Regions from separate parts of the Rattus norvegicus genome. Here region 1 is linked to region 2. Evidence: chromatin contacts called from public Hi-C data. All regions are on one chromosome and are shown on one strand. Each heading gives the region's core, a stretch centred on a gene start, on an enhancer-like site or on the middle of the called end of the contact. The rest is flanking DNA. Distances are from core to core; before and after follow the strand shown. Region 1 holds the start of Nup42 (nucleoporin 42). Region 2 overlaps LOC108350647 (a long non-coding RNA gene).

The links. Hi-C and Micro-C count contacts between places; a contact is called where the count stands out from the background.
Region 1: a contact with region 2 is called in a Hi-C map of the A7r5 cell line, with 1.7 times the contacts expected there. The contact joins the promoter of Nup42 here to the enhancer-like site in region 2. A contact is called at or near these places in 2 of 12 Hi-C or Micro-C datasets (the A7r5 cell line and the Rat2 cell line).

The regions. Positions count from the first base shown.
Region 1 is chr4:11,893,563-11,898,472 of GRCr8, forward strand. It overlaps Nup42 (nucleoporin 42), which reads right to left and starts at 1,429. Exons shown (of 7, transcript NM_001109217.1): 1 at 1,190-1,429. The coding sequence starts at 1,316. It overlaps LOC134486544 (a long non-coding RNA gene), which reads left to right and starts at 1,289. Exons shown (of 2, transcript XR_010065741.1): 1 at 1,289-1,417; 2 at 1,913-3,440.
Region 2 is chr4:11,807,626-11,812,746 of GRCr8, forward strand. All of the region lies in intron 1 of LOC108350647 (a long non-coding RNA gene), which reads left to right. Among named protein-coding and RNA genes, the nearest start is that of Nup42, 85 kb to the right of the region's middle. Within about 2 kb of position 1,691, at least 33 of the 93 cell types and tissues checked have an H3K27ac peak or open chromatin away from gene starts, as enhancers often do. A contact at or near this core is called in the A7r5 cell line, where this site is marked.

The sequences.
Region 1 (4,910 bases), core at 179-2,678, 86 kb after region 2:
GGTGTACCCATATTCTAAACTACTCAATAAATCCAAAGAGAAAGAAGGCAGCTGAACTGATCTCTGAAGCAGGAATTAATGGCATTATGGCATTTTGTTTTGAAGTTCCAAATCTGTTGCTGGGGGATTACACAGCATGGAAATAAAACTTCCTTTATGCTGCCGCTCAGTGGCCATAATTTTAGCCTTAAAATTCCAAAGCATTCTTTTTCTTTATTTTCATCCTAAAGTTTTATTTATATTTTATTTTTCACCTAATTATCTATCTACTGAACACTTACTTGCAAATTACTACATTTAAAGTAGGTTTCCAGAAACCAAACATTACTCTTAGCAGTCCCGGAGTACATCAATATCTATGCGACCCTGAATCCTAATTTGGAGTCCTTCACTAGACAAGACTGTAGATGATACAATCTGCCTTCTCCACGAAGAGTAGAAACATCAAACTACCATGCAACCGGGAGCTGGAGGGGTCTTAAAGAGAAGGGGAAAGAGAAGTACCCACTGATACCGTCAAGAACTAGGTTCCGGTTCGATAAGAACTGGGCAGTGGTGGCACATGACTTTAATTAAGCACTCAGGAGGTAGAGGCAGGTTGATCTCTGTGAGTTCAAGGACAGCCTGGTCTACAAAGAAGAGTTTCAGGACAGCCAGGGCTATTACACAGAGAAATACTGTCTCTAAAAACCTAAAAACCAAAACCAAAGCAAGCAAACAAACAAAGAACAACAAAACCCACCACCACAACAAAGCCAAAAAGAAAAAAAAAAGCCAAACAAATAAAACAAATAAAAAATTAAGAGAATAAAACGTATTTATCTTTGACTTTTGAAACCTTGTGTTATGCTGGTTTAATGTCTGGTTCCTGAATACCCTTTCCACAAAACCTGTAAGATTCTTGGCCCGGTGTCTCAAGCTACCGACTAGGTAGCCCAAATTTTAAGAGCTTGTGATCAAGAACAAGAGAGTAGGGCAAAGAGTCTGAACGAGACTTCTCCCAATCGCTGCCATTCACCAACATTAAAAACGCAGTTTGGAAGTAGCACCCAATCCAAACGCCTGTCCACATCTAACCAGTGGAAAGAACGAGCCCAACTACTGGGCGAAACATCGGAAGCCAGGGCAGATGTCAGGGTGAAGGAGAGCGTCTGCACCACGTGACCCTGGCTCAGGGCTCAGCCATCACCTGAGGGCGGCTGCTGCTGTGGTGGCGGCTGCCGGGCCCCGGCCGCACCCCGGGCGCCGGGATGCTCGTTCCAGCAGCGGTCTCCGAAGCGGCACCGGCCTTGAAGGAAAAACTGGCAAATGGTCATCGTAGCGCCGTCGCAGCCCGTCCCTACTCGCGGTCAGCTGCGAGGGCCCAAGCTCCAGCAACCGCGGTCCGGCTAGTGTGACGTCATCTCCCCGCGCCCAGGTTCTGTGACCTATCTGTGCGGCGAGAGGCGTGGGCTTTAGCCAATGGGGTTTGAGAGGAACTGAGACGTCAGCGCTCGGGTAAAGGAGTCCTGAGAAAGCGGGCTGTTGAAAAGGAACGCAGGCATTGGATCCCGGAACCGCACCCGAATCTAGAGGATACCAGACAACCAGCAACCCTCTACTTGGCTGCAGTTTGCGAGACTCATTCGTTCTTTACATTTACTTAGAAAAAAAAAAAAGGGGCCTGGCCGTTTATCATAAGGGAAGACTTACAGAAAGTCAGCTGTAACTAGGACATAGTACTCAATGCAGGCGAAAAGCATCTATTAGTTCCTTAGTTGGTACCGTCTTAAAATTTCACGTAAATGTTGCCTTTTGAAATTTTATCAGGAAGAATGAAAAAATGTAAAACCGACACAGCAACAGCCTGTTTTTCCTTAGGAGCACAGTTTCAATTTACTGGTTTTTGTTTGTTTTGTTTTTGTTTGTTTAGATACAGTCTTAGCCCCTGGTCGGCCACGAACCCACAGAAATCCACCTATCCAAGTATCAACTTGATTACTTTTAGAATCACCATAGACACATATCCCTGAGCATGTCTGTGAAGATGCTTCCAGAAAGGTTGAACTGGACAGAAGCTGTACCCTGAATGTGGACTGCACCCTCAAAGGAGTGGGCATGCACTGAATAAAAAGGTAAATTCGAGTTGAGCATCCATTGCTGTTGCTAGCCTGCAGTTGCAGTGTGACAGCTGTTTCATATTGAAATCCCTTCCGAGCTGTGATAGACAGCGCCTTTAATCTGCGAGCCAGAATCAACACAATTCCTCAGGTTGTTTTTGCCAGGTTTGTCACAGTAATAGGAAGTATACAAACACATTGAGACCCAGTCTGGTCTCAAAAGTTAGTTATCCTCCTGCCTTAGCTTAACCAGTGTGAACTGCCACTATTTTTAATCTTCATACCCCCCACAACAAATTGAATTATGTTAAAAAAGGAATAAAACTAGTAAGATCAGTGTGAAACTTAAGGTATTCAAAAGGATCAATCAGGGTTGAATGCTGCAACCTGCGAAATGCCCAGTTTACTGAAGTTGAGTGAGAATCTGGTTTGGTGCCATATTGAATGGAGTAAATTGGAATTTCCCTAATGCAAACAAATCAAAAAGGAATATACTTAGTTGAATAACTATTTATTAAATGGCACGCTTTGGTATTGGTATATTAAAATATTTCCTGGCTCAAGAAGTTTCCATGAGACTATAATAATAAGTTTTAAAAACTAGACCACAAAGTCACAATTACTGTTTATAGTATGTAACAATTCTTGGCTACTAAACATTCATAGTCAAATTGTGATTCTCAAAAGTAAAAACCATGTATTATCAAAATAGACCACTTCAAAGGACAGAATACTGACAAACCCAGTATCTATTGAAATGAAAGCAAAGTACATTATAGGAAAGGAAATTTTTGAAAAAGTAATGAAATGTACTTTGTATACAATTTTATACAAAGCAGTTTGTATAAAAGTAAAATACTTTGAATAGTTTACTTTAACCCATTTTCCTTTAGAATTGTGTACAATAGTTCTGGGATTGGGGGGAGACACATTCTTATTAGGAACATGATACAGGCTATTAGGGGTAAATGAACTTTATTAAAAGAACAGCTAGTATATTTAAAACATTTTAACAGCATAGTCTACAGGTGTAACTGCTCTGTCAGTATAACTATAGTGTGGTAAGTGAATATTTTGTCGCCAAAAAATTTAGCTACATTAACATTTTTTTTTGTGTTTGCCTGCATGTATGCATGTGCTTCACTGAGTGTGTCTGGTACTTGAGGTAGCCAGAAAGAGGGCATTGAATCCCCTGAAACTAGAGATGTTGATGATTGTGAGCCTCCGAGTGGATGTAAAGGACCACACCTAGGACTTTCTGCAAGAACAAGTGCCATCTCTCCAGCTTCAACTAGCCATAGTGCGAACTTCAATATCCTACATAAAAATGTTTGCAACGTCAAATCTAGTGTTGCAGGATGCTTGATTGTGCTGTGAACCTCCAAGATTGGGTTATTTACTGAAAAAACAAAAGTTTCTAGTTGTGGTGTAACTCTTAGCACACCTCTAATTCCTCTGCTAGAATACAGACATGCCTTAGTACACAGCTTTAATCCCAAACAAGGAGAGTAAAGTTAGTTTTTAATAGGGAGTCTCTATGTTCGGAAGTGGTGTCTAATTGAGTGGCAGACAAAGTGACGGGCCAGAGAAAGACTGGACAGAACAGGATATGCCCAACTCTCACAAGAGGAGGAACATGGAGCTACAGAAGAGGGAGCAGAGAGAAGGAAAGAGGAGGCAGTTACTGTGACTTGTAGAGAACAAGCTAGACACAGGTGAAGACAGAACAACCCAGAGAATGAGGAGAAGCCAGAAGATTAGAACAGATTGCCAGACGTACTACGAGGCCAAGCAGAGCAATTATTTCAGAGACTGAAAGAGAAGCCAAATTGAATCAATTTGGAGAGGAGTTTGAGCCAGAGCATCTGAGTGGAACCGGCCGGAGTTCAGGAAGAGCGAGAAAGGATGTTTATTCAGCAGTCAGTCTCAGGCTGAGAATGCTCTAGGCCTAGAATAGACTGTATGGAGGCTAGAAGCCTTCAGGACTAGGCCTAGGGTAGCAGACAGAGGCAGTAAGCTTCTGAAATGACAATCACATCAAGCGAATAAAAGATAACTTTACAGTTTAGAGGTGGAGGTTGCCTAAGGCTGGAATTTGTAAACGTGTAATGGGTTAAATAGTGTTCCTCAAAAAAATTCATTCATATTCATATATATATATATATGAAGCTCTAGAATGCATTTTCATTTGTAGACAGCATCTTTGCAGATGTAAGTGGTTTAAGACACAGTACCAGAATCCTTCTGATGTGGTGGTGCATACCTTTAATCTCAGCATTTAGAAAGCAGAGGCAGATGGGTATCTTGAATTCTGTCAGCTGGGGATAGCTCCAAGGTCAAGGGCACTAGTCGTTCTTCTAGAGGACCTGGGTTCAATTTCCAGTACCCACGTGGTGGTTCACAACCAGATTCAGGGGATCGGACTCCATTTTCTGACTTCTGTGGGCACCAGGCACACATTTGGTATACATTCATTCGTACAAGTGAGTAAAAAAAAAGTAATGGTCCAAATAAATGCTGTGTTTACAAAATAACTACGTGAAGAAAGTTACACAAGAGAAAAATGGCCATGAGAAGACCAAGGTATAAGCTAAGAAGTAAACGCCAAGGACAATGGCAACCAGCAGGAGTGGGAATGGGGTGTGTAGGGGTTTTGCCCAGTCCTGTGAAAGCCAGATTTGAGACATCTGGCCTCCAAGTAATGAAAATACACTGGTGGTTATCCATTAAGCAAGCAGTAGTTGGTAGCAGTCTAGAAAGCTAATACATGGGAAACAGGAGTGATTACTAAGTAAGTACAGAGTTTCTTCT
Region 2 (5,121 bases), core at 441-2,940:
TGCCAAGACAGGGTAAGCTGAACTTTCTTAATTCCTGCTTCAGTTAAGGTCTGTCAGATGTTCTGGGCCAGAGGCTGAAGACCAATGCTCCAACATTATAAGGGATACTGGGGACTGTCCAGGCAGCTCTGGAATCTATGCTTTTGTGCTTCCTACATAGTCAGTTAATATTTAATTCCTTCTCAGATCTCTGACGGGATTGAAGACTAGTTATAGTCTCATAATTGAACTTAAGTTATCTAACATTAGAGAAGAGGTTCTAGATTTGAAAGGATAGTTTTCAGATGGTATTACAATTAAACAGATTAAAATTAAACAGAATTCAGGTACAGAATTTTAAACTCTTTAAGTTAGGATAGATGATAGATAGATAGATAGATAGATAGATAGATAGATAGATAGATAGATAGAATACTTTATCTAAATTGCCAAAGATGATGGACTAGATGTTATAAGCGTATACATACTTTATAATGTGCACAATTGTTATAATCGTGTCCAATTTATGTCCGAGAGAAAGGAGTGTTTTTAATTGGAGAGAACGGGAGAAATGTAGTGGGTTTGGCCTATGCTGCTTGCATTCTAATGTTAATTTGGGCCCCCAAATTGTTTGCACGATCGATCGTCTGCATGTCCGCAGTTAAGATGCTGAGGAACCCTGTCCCCAGTTGGTTCTGGTTGGTAAATAAAGATGTCAGCAGCCAATGACTGGGCAGGGCAGACAGAACCGGGACTTTTAGAATTTCCCAGGCTTTGGGCTAAGAGGAAGAAGGAGAGGGAAGATCTGCCATGACAGGAGAGTGTGGAGAGGAGAAATGCCATGTCTGAGAAGAGTGAAGGACAGAGAGGCATGGCCACCATGTGAAGGAGCTGGGAGAGCGCGGCCCAGAGCAAGGCCCAGTTGGGTAGCTCTCTGACTCCAGAGCAGCCAAGACAGAACACAGAATTTAGTTAAGTTGTGACTTGGAATTATCAGTAAGAGGTAGACTCTATCAGTGGAGGTTAAGCAGTAGCCCAGCTATTGTGGTGACTAAGACATGTGTCTTTCCTTTGGGAACACAGACCATTGAAGTGGATAGAGAACCCGTAGCCGGGACTTAATTATTAATTATTTAATTCAGCAATGTTTGTGCATAGGACTCCAGTTCCCAGAGGCCTCATGTGGCTGGGTTACAATTCATGATTTATAGGTACAGATGATGTCTGTGGACCTCCTTGCTTGGTTTTTGAAATAGGGTCACAGTTGTAGCTTCGGCTCACCTTGAATTTGTGGTGATCCTCCTGCCTCAGTCTCCCAAGTGCTGAGATTATAGGTATGTGATGCCTTCCCAAGAGGTGCTTGAAAAGTCTTGAAGTGGGGGCCTTGCCGTCCTTTGTCCTCTCAGATATGGTGTGTGTGCTCAGATGTTGGTCTGGGAGGCTGTGAGGGAAACCTATACCAGCCAGATCTGAGTTTTACATAGAAGTAAAACTCCCCCGTGGAATTCGTTGTTAATTTAGTTTCTCGTGACATTCACATGAACTTGGTCTAAATGAATGCAGGATAATTCTGCGACATTTGGTCATGCTTCTGCCTCCCACCTGGGGGCATAACATCTCGGCACTAATCTGTGAGAGATTAACAGGGCTCCAGCCTGGCCCCTTGATGTTAGCAGTTTGAAGCGCTGGGCGCCACCTGGTGGCCACATGGCACAAAGCCCTACCCTCTGGAAGTCTGTTTCCTGTCGTTTGCGTCTCTGCCCCAGCCCATCCTTTAGTCAGCACCCCAAGTCTTGAACGTCAGCGGCCCGACATGGAGTCCAGGAATTTAAGACACCATCGAGCTTCCTAGCTGCTGTGGGCTCCGGAAATTGAAAGGGAGCTGTTTCTAGGAAGTGTCTGGCTGTCCTTCCCCTCCTGCCAGTTGGGAACCGGCTACTAAATAAAGACGCCATGTGACCTCGCTTCTGCAGACTCTCGGGTCTCAGAGCCACAGTTAAAGTGGAGAGGAGGAGGCAGATGACTCACTGATACTCCGGAGCAGGAAATCAACACCCAGGGAGCCTGACCTGGCAGCGGCTCGTACAGAATTGATTGGCGGTGGTTTGAGCCGTGGGTGGAGTGGCTTTAATGTAGCTTATTAATACTTCCTTCTGCCGACCTTGGGTACAACCCTGAAACCGGACTGGGTATGGTGGCTCAGGCCTGTAATCCCAGCTCTCAGGAAATTGAGGCAAGAAGCGCTGCCATGAGGTCCAGTGAAGCTTGAGTTCTAGAACAAAACAAATGTCCCAAAGAAACTCTGAAATGGCCGATAACGGCTCCCACCGGCATTCTTCAAGGTTTAGAGGATGGCAGAGAGTCTCACCACACTGGGCACACACGCTGCCACCCACACTGGCCACTGCAAGTGATGGGCTGTTTTCTCTCTAGGGGACCCTTTGCTAATGGCTCCCTGGGTTCTGGGACCCCTCGGCCCTCAGTGTAACCACCCTTCGGACTAAGTGCGGCTCCAAGCCTCAGAGACAAGATGGCAGAGACCCTCAGAGAAGCTGCAGCTGAAAGTAACAAGGAGACAACTTCTTATCTTCCAGTCAGGAGCAAAAGCTGAAATCCGAGATGCCAGTGGTCTGCAGGCCTCTTCATGAGTGTGTGGGAGGAAGGCAAGGGTTTGCAGGAAGGGCTGGTCTGAGAACTGCCATGCTAGGCTTTGCCTTGCTAGGGGGTCAAGGAAGTAGGTGAGGTGGGGAGGCGGTGGCCATGCGGACGAACACCTGAGGACAGACAGGGTGGCCATGGGATCATGGTCTGAGCTGACACCGAGAAGCCAGGCCAGGGACACGATGAACTACTTGCTGGCAAACCTGGAAAGAGCAGGCTTGAAAGTCAGCTAGACGTCTTCCTGCTATAGAGAGTGGGGCCTCAGAGGTCATGTGGCTCCTACGTGACTATGCAGAGCTAGGTGGCGCCAGACTCCTACCCTAGCAGGGACTCCTTCCACAAGGCTCGGGGTCCAGGTCCTCCTTCATGGAGTTAGGTCCCAGACAATCCCCAGCCTCTGCTCCAGAATGCTCCATCTTGTTCTGTCCTTCAGACAACCAAGTTTGTGTTTGTCTGTCTCATGTCTTGGGATAGATCTCCATGTTCCTCCCTCTGGGAAAGGTCCGTAGAGAGCCCCTCTGACCCTGGGCCAGGGCTTTTGTCTGGGAGAACAGAGGACAGGTGGTCACAACCTCCTTCCCTTCCCTCTCCCAGAGGCCTCTAAAGCAACAGGCTCTCATGCCCACATGGCTTCCTCTTCCTTATGTAAAGCAGCTTTCGTATTTGCATCCCCACCTGGCATCGGAGGAGCCACAAACAAAATCACACTCTGCTTTACATGGGGCTGGGATGGATCAGGGCGGCAGAGAGGCAGGTGGGCGGGACACACCCTTGCTCATGTCCTCTGCTCTGTCTTCTGGCTGGGACGTCTGTGGATCTTTGCAAACATGGCTCAGGGCAGGCAGGGGGAGCTCTCCTCAGACCCCACGTTCCCTTCAGTTTGTATTCCCACGCTTTTGGGGCTCATGCCGGAGTGTCTGTGCAGGGGGAGAGCGTCTCTGTTCCTGGTGAGGCACAGGTGGGTGGTTGGTTGAGCAAGGCTCTTCCTCCTGGGAATGTCTTCTGGTCTATAAACACACACACACTCATACACACACATACATACAGACATACACACACATACACACACACATACACAAGCACACAGACACATACAGAGACACACACATACATATACATATATAGACACAGACACATACAGACACACATGTATTCACACACAGACACACACAGACACACACAGACTACATACACACATACATATACACACACATATACACACACAGACACACACACATATACACACACAGACACACACATACACACAGACACACACACATACACAAGCACACATACACACACAGAAACATACAGAGACACACACATACACACATATACATATACAGACACAGACACATACAGACACACATGTATTCACACACATATACACACACAGACACACACACAGACTACATATACACACATACACACAGACACACACAGACTATATACACACATACATATACACACACATATACACACACACACACACACACACACACACACACACACACACACACACGTGTCCCAGGTAACCCAGGTCTCTCCCCTGCTCATCCACACTCTGCAGCCTGGGAGCTGTCAATTCAGGACCATCATCAAACCAAGTCTGCCACCCCAAAGGACTTGGCCAGAAGCACACCCCGACCCCCATCCCCAGAGCCTTTACCCATGGGTGTGACTTTGTTTCCAGACGGATGTTGTGTCTGTCTGAGCCCAGTTGGTCTGGGGGCAGATGGCCCTGAAACTGCTTAAGGAGCAGTAGTGCCTGTGGTCAGAGGGGACAGAGGCGTCACCTTTCCCTGACCTTCCACCAGGGTTACTGGGTCTGTTTACTAAAATGATCCAGGAGGACCTCTGGGGTCATCTGTGGCATGGTGCCCAGGTCCTTTGTGTCTGGAACAAGGACCTAAGCAAAACACAGAGTGGCAGCGGTGGACTTACTAAGAGTGAGAGGGAGGACAGGGTGTACTTTACGCGGCAGGGGGTGTCAGGTGCGGCACGGTTATGAACACGGCTGCAGCAGAGGGCGTGAGCAAGCTTGTGGCTGCATAGGTCTGGGACTTTCCTTTATACACAGGAGGGGCAGGCGAGTATCCCTGGTAGGAGTGGGTGGACCTTTACTTGCAGTAAGTGATTGATTTTTCTTTTCTGTTTGCACACTCCCTAGAGGTACAGTCCAAGGAAAGGTTTCTCCGTCTCTCTCGGTTGCTGGGTACCGAGTTAACCTTCACAGTCACGTGTGCTTGACTGTACCTTCAGAACTCTGGACTCTAGGACCCCACCCCTCGCGTCCCCTCGTTCTGTTTCGGGGACAGACTTCTGCAGGTCATGTCTCTCCAATTCCAGGGTCTACAGCAGGATGGAAGCTGGTTCCTCTCGTCCCCTTCCAGTTGTGGCAGCCTGGACCGCAAGACAAGGTTCCAACTTCCCTCGGTGGCCCACCACTGGCCTTGGGGCACCTCCCCCTCTTTCCATCCC